2 separate regions of the Mus musculus genome follow, and region 2 is linked to region 1. Evidence: chromatin contacts called from public HiChIP or PLAC-seq data. All regions are on one chromosome and are shown on one strand. The core of a region is the stretch at or near the end of the contact, and the rest is flanking DNA. Distances in the headings are between cores, read along the strand shown. Region 1 overlaps Gm31678 (a long non-coding RNA gene). Region 2 overlaps Adh4 (alcohol dehydrogenase 4 (class II), pi polypeptide).

What was found. HiChIP or PLAC-seq counts read pairs in DNA pulled down with a chosen protein or histone mark.
Region 2: a contact with region 1 is called in a BATF HiChIP or PLAC-seq map of CD8 T cells, with 7 read pairs. The contact joins two enhancer-like sites. A contact is called at or near these places in 5 of 39 promoter capture datasets (the 3T3-L1 cell line, the HPC-7 cell line, embryonic stem cells and 1 more), 1 of 15 datasets of contacts at CTCF or cohesin (the NIH/3T3 cell line), 19 of 484 Hi-C or Micro-C datasets (CD4 T cells, the G1E-ER4 cell line, the HPC-7 cell line and 13 more) and 3 of 115 datasets of contacts at active chromatin or transcription factors (CD8 T cells, embryonic basal ganglia and forebrain).

What each region holds. Positions count from the first base shown.
Region 1 is chr3:137,794,089-137,798,950 of GRCm38.p6, reverse strand. Gm31678 (a long non-coding RNA gene) reads left to right here. Exons shown (of 3, transcript XR_376121.2): 2 at 1,910-2,044; 3 at 3,551-3,682. Among named protein-coding and RNA genes, the nearest start is that of Gm31678, 6.1 kb to the left of the region's middle. Within about 2 kb of position 2,785, at least 12 of the 459 cell types and tissues checked have an H3K27ac peak or open chromatin away from gene starts, as enhancers often do. A contact at or near this core is called in CD8 T cells and Th2 cells, where this site is marked.
Region 2 is chr3:138,422,001-138,426,862 of GRCm38.p6, reverse strand. Adh4 (alcohol dehydrogenase 4 (class II), pi polypeptide) reads right to left here. Exons shown (of 9, transcript NM_011996.2): 5 at 4,470-4,701; 6 at 2,609-2,869. Among named protein-coding and RNA genes, the nearest start is that of Adh4, 8.9 kb to the right of the region's middle. Within about 2 kb of position 2,427, at least 10 of the 459 cell types and tissues checked have an H3K27ac peak or open chromatin away from gene starts, as enhancers often do. A contact at or near this core is called in CD8 T cells and Th2 cells, where this site is marked.

The DNA.
Region 1 (4,862 bases), core at 1,536-4,035:
TCACAGAGGTCTATGAGATCAGCTTAGATCTGTCACACAGCAGCCACTGAAGGTGTTAAAAAGTCTCCACCAGCTAATCTATGGCATGTAATGTTCTGCTCAAAATAAGCTTGTTTTGATGTCCCTACATTTTGATTTCTACTCTATTAGGTTTCTATGATATTCTATTCTATTCCCGTTTTTCTGTGACAAAATGTCCTTTCTAGGAGAAAGAAATAGCTGGGAATGTTGTCGTTAAAAGCAAAAATAAGGTCTGGGAGAGGTGAATCAATCGTGAGGAGGGTATACAAACATATTGCTCTTGTAGAAGATCTGAGTTCTGTTCCCAGTACCAACATCAGGCTGCCTACAATCACCTGTATCTCCAGCTCCAGAGGATGCAATATCCTCTTCTGGACTCCAAGGATACATGTACATGTACACTGCCCCTCCCTCCACCCCACAAGCACACACACACAAACATGCACGCATACAGATAATTTTTAAAATAATAAAAAAAACCCCAAGTCTAACAAATGGGAATCAAGTGGAAGACTGAACATTTACTAAACTCCTTTCATATGTAGGATATTTTCCTAACCACTGTGTAAGCTCAGTGGGGTGGACCATATGCATGACCTCAATATTTGAGAGGTGGAGTTGAAGGATCAGGAGTTCACGATCATTCTTAGCTTCATAGTCAGTCTGAGGCTAGCCCACTGTATGAGACACTGTCTCAACACCTGTTCTCCTTAATATATTACCATCTTCTATTTATAAAGCCTTATGTGGAGGGCAGTATAATCACCCCCATATACAGATATGGGAACAGGTTTAGAGAGTTACCTGGGTCACAAAATCAGTAGCAAATGGATTGCTTGTTTGCTTTGAATCACTCTTGATCTCACTGTATAGCCCAGGCTTTGATTTTTGATTCTCTCTCTCTGTCTGTCTCTGTCTCTGTCTCTCTGTCTCCCCTTACATTTATTTATCTTCTTAGGAATTCACCATGTAACCCTGGCTGGCCTGGAACTCCTATGGAGATCAGGTTAGCTTCAAACTTACAGAGACTGCCTGCCTCTGTCCCCTGAGTGATGGGATGAAAGGTATGAGCCACTATGCCCAGCCCTGTTTTTGTTTGTTTGTTTGTTTGTTTTTGTTTTGTCTTAAAACACAGGGCCTACCTATATAGTCCCTTCTGGTCTAGAAGTCATTATGTAGTTGAGGCTGGCTTCAAGCTTGCATTAAGTCTGGTCCCATTTCTGACTTCTAACATTGACTTAATTGGGGTGCTAAAAATCTTTTCTATCAGTTCTTATTGCTTAAATGAAGCAATCAAACAATTGAAGTAATTGAAAGCATATGCACAGTTAGACTACAAAGAGGCTCATCTATGACAGGCCTTCACTTTGGCTTTGTTTTCTTTTGCTTTGAGACAGGGTCTCATGTATCACAGGATGGCTTTCAACTCAGCTCACTGTATAGTGGGGATGACCTTCTCCTGAATCCACCTACTGAGTTCTGGGATCACAGGTGGACTTAGTTTTATGAAATGCTAGGGACTGAACCCAGGGCTTCTTACATGTTAGATAGTTACTCTACCAGTTGAGCTACATTTCCAGCCTGGGCCTTTGACCTTTGGCTTTCAGGAGATAATACGTGGGTACCAAATGTGGCCATGACTCTCCAGTGCATTAGGATTGAAAAAGAACTCTCCGTTCAGTGCCAGAGTGTCATGGATTTGGGTCCTGCTATTTCTGAAGCTTTTCCTCGCCTTTTCCTTTTCTACTATAGCTAGAAACAGATTTAAAGTGGGAGGGAGGCAAGACAACCAGAGAGCAAGAGGGTGAGAAAGAGCTATTGCGTGTTTGGTTGGTTTGGAGGCATCCCAGGCTCTATTGCTACTCATCGTCCTTGTCCTTTCCTCCAGGCTCCTGTAGGACCATGGTGGTTGCGACTCTGCATCCAGTTGGATGTTCCCCGGCTTCCCATCTTGTTGTTCTGATGCTTCAATCCTTTTTGTCATCAAGACCTGTCTGCCAATGCCTTGCAAAGCAAATCTTTGGTAACCGACTTATGCAAATGACCTAATGAGTCTACCTTGTAGATTCTTAGTTCAGGGTTCAGTTCACTGCTGGCAAGTATGACACAGCATGTTTTATTCTCCACGAGACTTGGGTATCTAAGAGTGTTCTTTTACTTTCTCTGGCAATGCTGGAGATGGACTGCAAAACCTCTCTCCTGCTAGACAACCACTCTTCTATTGAGCTAGCCTCATCCCTTCTATACAAACTCCCGTGCCAAAGAAAGCAGAGAAAGTTCTCTTGCTCTTTCTCTGCCCTAAACTCATTCTGTTCTCTCCAGGCTGCAGGAGAACACACTTGCCTGTGCCAGCCAAGGCTTAAAAAACACAGTACCGTCTTTCACATGAAGGCATCATGCCGAAAGTGGTTATGTGAAAGTTGTCTGGCATGAGAAAGCAGTCACTTTTAATCAGAGGCAGACTCACAGGAAGGTAAATAGATCAAGTTTAAACTTTACTGACATTCAATTCTCACAAGCAAAGGGCCTTTGCAAGCACACTCAAAATAAGGTATTTTGGTTCCAGTTGGCTGGGATCGTTCTCGGTTTTTGACTTCTTCCCAGTCCTGTTTGTTCTCCAATCAACTGTCAGCGAAAGGCTGCATGTGGGAAGTTGGCTGGGAGTACATCTAATTTGAGTTTATCAGGCACATTCATTTCCTTACCCCCTTTATCCGTGAAACACCACTGTACCTCTAGTTGGTAGTCATGGCCTCACCCTCACTAAGGTCACCATGGCAATTCATGATCTATACCTGACTCATACTTTTGCCCATAGCCGTCTCATGGTTGGCATGTGTTCTAGAAAATTCAGAACACCCAGTGTTTGACATAGCCATAGCATCAGAGATGTGGCCAAGCTGTAGGCTGTTATTTTGTACTCTGCATCAAAAATACTGGGGCCAAAGTGGCACAGCGGGGGGAGAATCTAACGACCTGAGCTTGAACTCAGGTCTCACCAAGATCTGAGCATGCTCCACAACTACCACAAAGTAATAATGAAAGAAGTATGTGGGTGGGTGGAGGAGAGGAAGAGGTTTCAAATGTGCTCTAGATATTATAATCCTAAACGTTGACGGAAATATGTTTAAGAAAATTAATGTAAGTCTTCCTAACATTGCCTATAGCCCTACAATGTTATACGAAATTAACTCTAGTGAGTTATGTATATGTGTATGTGCATGCATGACCATGTGTGAGTGCATGCCACAATGTGTGTGCTTGCCAGGGAAGTCAGAAGAGGGCTCTGGATGCCCTGGAGTTGGAGTTACAGGTGGTTGTAAGCGACCTGACATGGTTACTGGAAACTGAATTCTGGTCCTCTGGAAGACCAGTGTAGGTTTTCAACTGCAGAGGCATCTGGCTCTCATAAACTCTCTCCCTGGCTGAGGATGGCCTTAAACTTCTGACGATCCTGCCTTTACCTCCTGAATGCTGGAACTGTACCTGTGCAATGTCACATGTAATCTGACTTTGCTCTTGTTTGCAGCCATGTCCCCGATGACTGAGGACACAGAGGATTCGGTTGCTGGCCTCAGCTGTGGTTCTCCTTTGCTGGAAGTTTTGAAGTATCATGAAACAGAAAAAAGTTGAATTATATATTTTATTAAATATTTTGTATTCGCGGTGTGTGTGCATGTGCACGCGTGTGTGCTTTAATGCCGCAGCATTTGTATGGAGGTCAGAGAACAGCTTGCAGGAGGTAATTCCCTGCTTCTATCCTGTGAGTTGCAGGGATTGAACTTGGGTGATCAGTCATAGCCACCAATGCCTTTACTCATCTTGCTGACTGGGAGGAGAGATGCAGGGGATGGGGGGTGGGGCGGCTGTGATTGTGATGTAAAGAATAAATAAAATAAATAAATAAATTAGGGGCAGACAAAAATTATGATTGTATAACTGGAAAAAAGAATCTTTCTGTAGCTCAGGTTTCCTCAGTTTATTTCAGCAGCAGTGTTTGCGTTGCTGAAGGAGAAAACGGAGTTCCTTTTTGCTGATGAGAAAGGGGTCTCCATAGGCAAGGCTGCCCTTAAGCTTCTCCTCCCTTTGCCTGGGATTACAACATGGAACGTGCCACGTGACATACATGTGACAACGTGACACTGGTAAACAGGGACTCTTTTGTTGCCTTCCTTTCCCGGGAATTAGTCAGAATCAGGAGGTTCCTTAAAATCTACAGGTTCCTGACCTGTCCAGTGAGATGTCAAGCCATACACCCGTTAAAGGGAGCAGGCCCAGTATTAATCATTTACTTTGCACTACAGTAAGAAAATCATGTTACTTTATCTGTTAAGGAAACCGAGGCACAAGAAGACCCAGCAGATTCACCCAGAGACTGGTGCTAAGGCTGTCTACTGAATAAACTCAGTCGCTGTTCCCTCAATAAACAATTCCTTCAAAATCACGAAAGAAGAAAGATTTCCCTTGGATATACTCAGATATTGATGTTTCCTTGGCAACAGAGACTAAATTAAAATCAAGTAGTGACTGAATGTGTTCAGTTTTGTTCAAGAAGAATTATGGGCTGTGCAGCGTTGTCCTAGAAGGCCCTTCTCATCCTTTCTGGGTTCAGAAAAGTGGCTTTATTCTTAGTGCTGTTATGTACCATGCATGTATTGTAAAAACAAAAATAAGAACAAAAAAACAAAACAAAACAAACAAACAAAAAAAAACCCCCTGCCTTTTAGGCAGAAAAAAATGGAAGTTTGTCCCCTTTCCCATTCACTCCCTCTGCTTTGACCTCTGGTACTTGATCACAGTACACCAGGCCACTGCTGGTACTTGGTCACAGTACACCAGAC
Region 2 (4,862 bases), core at 1,178-3,677, 630 kb before region 1:
AGTGCTGGGATTAAAGGAGTGTGCCACCATGCCCAGCCCTCATAATTTAAAGTAACCATAAGTCAGCTAGTAATAGAACATGTTAAAATTTAACAAGTTAAAATTAACATGCTCTATTAACTGACTATATCACTGTTTTCTATTTGAAAAAAAAAAAAAAAAAAGAACAACAACAACAAAAAGCAACAGCAAAATTCTCCCAAAACTGTGGCACAGAGCTCAGGCTAAGGCACACGTCCTGGAGTATGGCTCAGGCATTGGTACTCTACAAAACAACAAAGTAATAGCAAACAACAGAAACTTCCAAGAAGTCTGTGCTGGACAGTTATATGTTATCATGACACAAGCTAAAATCAGCTGAGAGCCGGGAATTTCAATTAAGAAAATGCCCTCATAAGTTCAGCTGTAGGCAAGACTTGTAGGGCATTTTTTATAGTTGATTGATGTGGGAGGGCCCAGCCCATTGTGGGTGGTGCCATCCTTGGGCTGGTAGTCTTTAGTTTTCTATAAGAAAGCAGGCTGAGCATCCCATGGGGAGCAATCCAGTAAGCAGCACCTCTCCATGGCCTCTGCATCCTAGAGCTCCTGTCTCCAGGTTCTTATCTTGTGTGAGCTCCTGGCCTGGCTTCCTTCAATGATGGATTACAGTGTGGAAGTGTAAGCCAAATAAATTCCTCCCCATGGTGTTTGGTCATAGTGTTTCATCACAGCATAGAAACTAATTAAGACAAAGTCTAATGCCAGTCATCATAAACAAACACACAAACACCGCAGCAGGTAGCTGCTTTTCACTGTAAAATGAGCTGTGGGAAGTGAAGAACGGGTGTGGAACACTGCAGGGTGCAGGGTGGGAAGCTCAGAACACAGAACACAGCATGGGGTTATTAGCCCTGAATGCTGCTGCCCCCAACAGCCAATGCTTACCAGCTTTTCCAACCTACTAGGTGCTGCCAAGAGGTTTGTGTGTGGCCTGTGATTGCTTTCTTCCTGGACTCCATTCTCTTCCAGAGAATGCCCTAGTCAGGTAAGACCCAGGGAAGGAAGCCCCAGAAAGACTTTTTCTTTATAGCTTTTACTCTTTTTAATCATCTCTAAGAGGAGGTTTAGTAACCAGGCTCTATGACAGTGTCACTCAAAAGGAAAAAAAAAAAATCACAGCTGCTTCTTGCTCACAGTGAAACCGGAAGAATCAGGGCATAGAACTAATGTCATTTCATCCCCAAACAAACAAACAAACAAACAGTAAAATTAGCATCTTGAGTAAATACAAACTAGGTATTATTCACCAAAGAAAAAAGCTGGGCAGCTCAAGTGGAGACTACAGAGACTACCTGTCTGTAACATGAGGCTCACTGCCTTTTATTTCATTTTGATTTGATACAGTGGGGAAGTTCTCTGGCCAAGTTATCTGTTAGCAATAAATAGTTCGAACCATCATGAAAAAAAAAAATCGGAAACTTATTTTCTGCCCAAGAAGAGATCTCAGAAGAGCGAACATGTGAATGTTCAGTAAATGGTATGACTGCCATCTTGGAGGCCCGACGGCACAGAGCATGCGCATTGGGAAGTGCTGTGACTCAGACTTGGTCTGACTGTGCCTTTGAGGGAGTCGTGCACGGGTCTTCTGCTTGCTGATAACTGGCAGGATCTTTAGAGAGGTCTCTGATGTGTAAAATAATAAAAAGGAACCCGCCAACTCCCTGGAGGGGCTCCTGCTTCTCTCAGCCCTGCCAACTCCCGGTGTGGTCAACCAGGCAGGCTTCCTGCATGCACTCCTGCTGGCAACTCTCTCTAGCTATCACACCCCTTCCCTGCCCCCTCCCCACCCCCCCTCCCCCAGTATCCCAAGTGTTCCCAACTCTAGCTCGCATGTGATTGGTGGTCCCACATTCCAGTAACCAAGTAAATCAAAACTCTTAAAGTTTAATTAAACAATCAGATTTATGCATCAATAACATCACAATTTACAAGATGCCAATATAATAATTTCAGAGCCAATTGATAATGATAAAGGCTTTATCCCAATATTTCTAACCTTGTGAAATCATAACTACTTGTGGCTGGTAAATGCCATGCAGGTACACGTCTGAAGCCATCTCGGTTCTTCTCGACCCTCGGGGATGCTCCCTCTCTCTGCAGTTCTTAGCTCTGCCCCCTTTTCCCTGTCCAATCACAGACCTCTTCTGCACTAATGTAACTGGACAGGGAAAATCCTGCAAACGTGCCTCCCTAATGGACCACACATTATCCCACCAACAGCCCGTTCAGGTGATGCAGATGAGATTTTCAGCTTCCAAAATGTAAGCAAAATAAGTCTCTTCTTCTAATAAGCACCCCCCCCCCCTCCAAACACAGGTAGTTCATGACGCTAAGATAAAACAAACCAATAAAAACCACATCAGTGAGCTTTGATGGAAAGTTAGCATGGCTGAAGGTGGGTGGTGACCTACAACTGACAGTTCTTTTCTGTTCTGCCTTTGAAAAGGTTAACATTAAGAAGGACATCTCCTGCTGTAAGCACGACCCACTTTCCCCTATTATTTGGTGATTAAAGAACATATTGGAAGTAAGAAGCAAGGACTGGGGATGGGGAGAGAAGTCCACATACCAAGGTCTGAGCTGTTCCTGCACAGTCAAGGGAGTAATCCACACCTCCAGCTGTCAGCTCAGTGATGACATCCTGGACAGGTTTGTCTAGCTCCCTGGGATTCAGGCAGTCAGTGGCTCCCAGGGCCTTGGCTTTTGGGAACTTCTCACCGTTGATGTCAATAGCTATGATTCTGGAAGCACCTGCTATTTTACACCCAATTATGGCAGAAAGACCTACACACCCCAGGCCAAAGACAGCACAAGTGGAACTGGGGGTGACCTGCAGGCAGGAAAAGTACAGAGTGACTTAAAGTTGCTGATCTCAGCTTTTTCTTTCATGGGGGGGGGCGAGATGAGGACCCAGACATGGAATTAAATTTAAAAAAAGGATGCCTGTTATAAAACTCTGATGTAGCCAGTGGTGACAACCTGCCAGTGTGAAGACAGGTGCTTTCCTACCAAAATTTGTAGAATGACTCAAGGGCCATTCATATCTCAGTTCAGAAGGAACAAGCCCAAGTGGAAAAAATTCTCTTCTTTCACCTTTCCCTTCAATGATGTCAGAAAACAATTTAAAACTCCACACAATCTCAAAGGAGTCCGTCCCCCCATTGAAATTGGGTCAGAGGCATCTCTATTTCTTCCTCTCCCTCTCCCTCTCCCTCTCCCTCTCCCTCTTCCTCTCCCTCTCCCTCTCCCTCTCCCTCTCCCTCTCCCTCTCCCTCTCCCTCTCCTCCCTCCCTCTCCCTCTCCCTCCCTCTCCCTCCCTCTCCCCTCCCCCTCCCCTCCCCCTCTCCCTCCCCTCCCTCCCTCCCCTCCCCCTTCTCTTCCCCTCCCCCACCTCTTTTGGACAGGGTTTCTCTGTATAGTCCCGCTGTTCTGGAAGTTGATCAGTAGACCAGCCTGATAGATAGATAGATAGATAGATAGATAGATAGATAGATAGATAGAGACTGATAGACTAACATATGTCTAATGTGTTGAGTAAAGTCTGCAGAGAGAGATGGGCTTCTTCCCTGCAACGCTTCAGGGATGCCTAGGAGATCTTTTATTTTCTTTTTACCATCTTGTCTATTTGACTGTAACCTAGTTAACCTTAAAAGAGTGTTCAAGGGCTGAAGAGATGGCTCAGTGGTTAAGAGCACTGACTGCTCTTCCAGAGGTCCTGAGTTCAATTCCCAGCAACCACATGGTGGCTCAAAACCATCTGTAATGGGATTCGATGTCCTCTTCTGGTGTGTCTGAACACAGCTACAGAGTACTCGTATAAATAACATAAACAAACTTAAAAAAAAAAAGAGTGTTTATATTCTAATAGGAACCCAGGAACACATCTTGTAAGAATATACTCTTTTAAAATCACAAAAGGATGGGAAATTGGTAAATTATTATTGATTGAGGGAGAATAATCTATAGAATCAGGGAGAAAGCAAGATGACAAAATGGAAATAGGTGGGGATTCTCTATTTGCTGTTGTCCCAGGTGAGCATTCATATTCAGGGGTCATGTTTAAATGGGCTTTATATAAATCAGGGAACATCTATATGTAGCTTATTAAGTCAGTGTTTTATATATGCAATATAACTTAATATGCTCATACCTATTACTATTATTATTCAGAGACATCTAGTAGTACACATAAAATCACAGAGGTTAAGTTAGAGATGTAGTTCAATGGTACAGCACTTTCCTAGCAGGTATAGGACCTGGGGTTCAATCCTCAGTACATATAAGAAGATAATCACAGAGGTGGTAAATGATTTAATTAATTATGGTGGCAATAAGCAAGGCAGCCAGAGTGTGAAGACGGTCCTGACTCCTTTATACAGCGTTGTCTCCCAGCAACCTCTGTCTGCAGACAGCCTAGCACTTAAGTGTACCTTGGCAGTATTGATGGCAGCCCCGTAGCCTGATGAGAACCCACATCCAATCAGACACACTCTCTCCAAGTTTGCCTCATCATCGACTCTGGCAAGATTGGCCTCTGAAACCACAGTGTATTGAGAGAATGAACTGACGCCCATGAAATGGTAAATTGATCTTCCTTTGCAGGTAAACCTGCTGGTTCTGTCTTCCATGAGCTCCTGATCAATAGTGGGGTATTTGAAGTTTCTAGGAAAAAAAAAGCAGACAATGAAGAAGATATATCAGATGTCATATAAAACATTTTTTGCCATGAACGTTTTATGGAATCGACTGGAAAAGTTGGGAAAATAATTTGATCTTTTTCCCACCCATACATAGTATTTCTGAGTTATGTTAGTGTCAATACC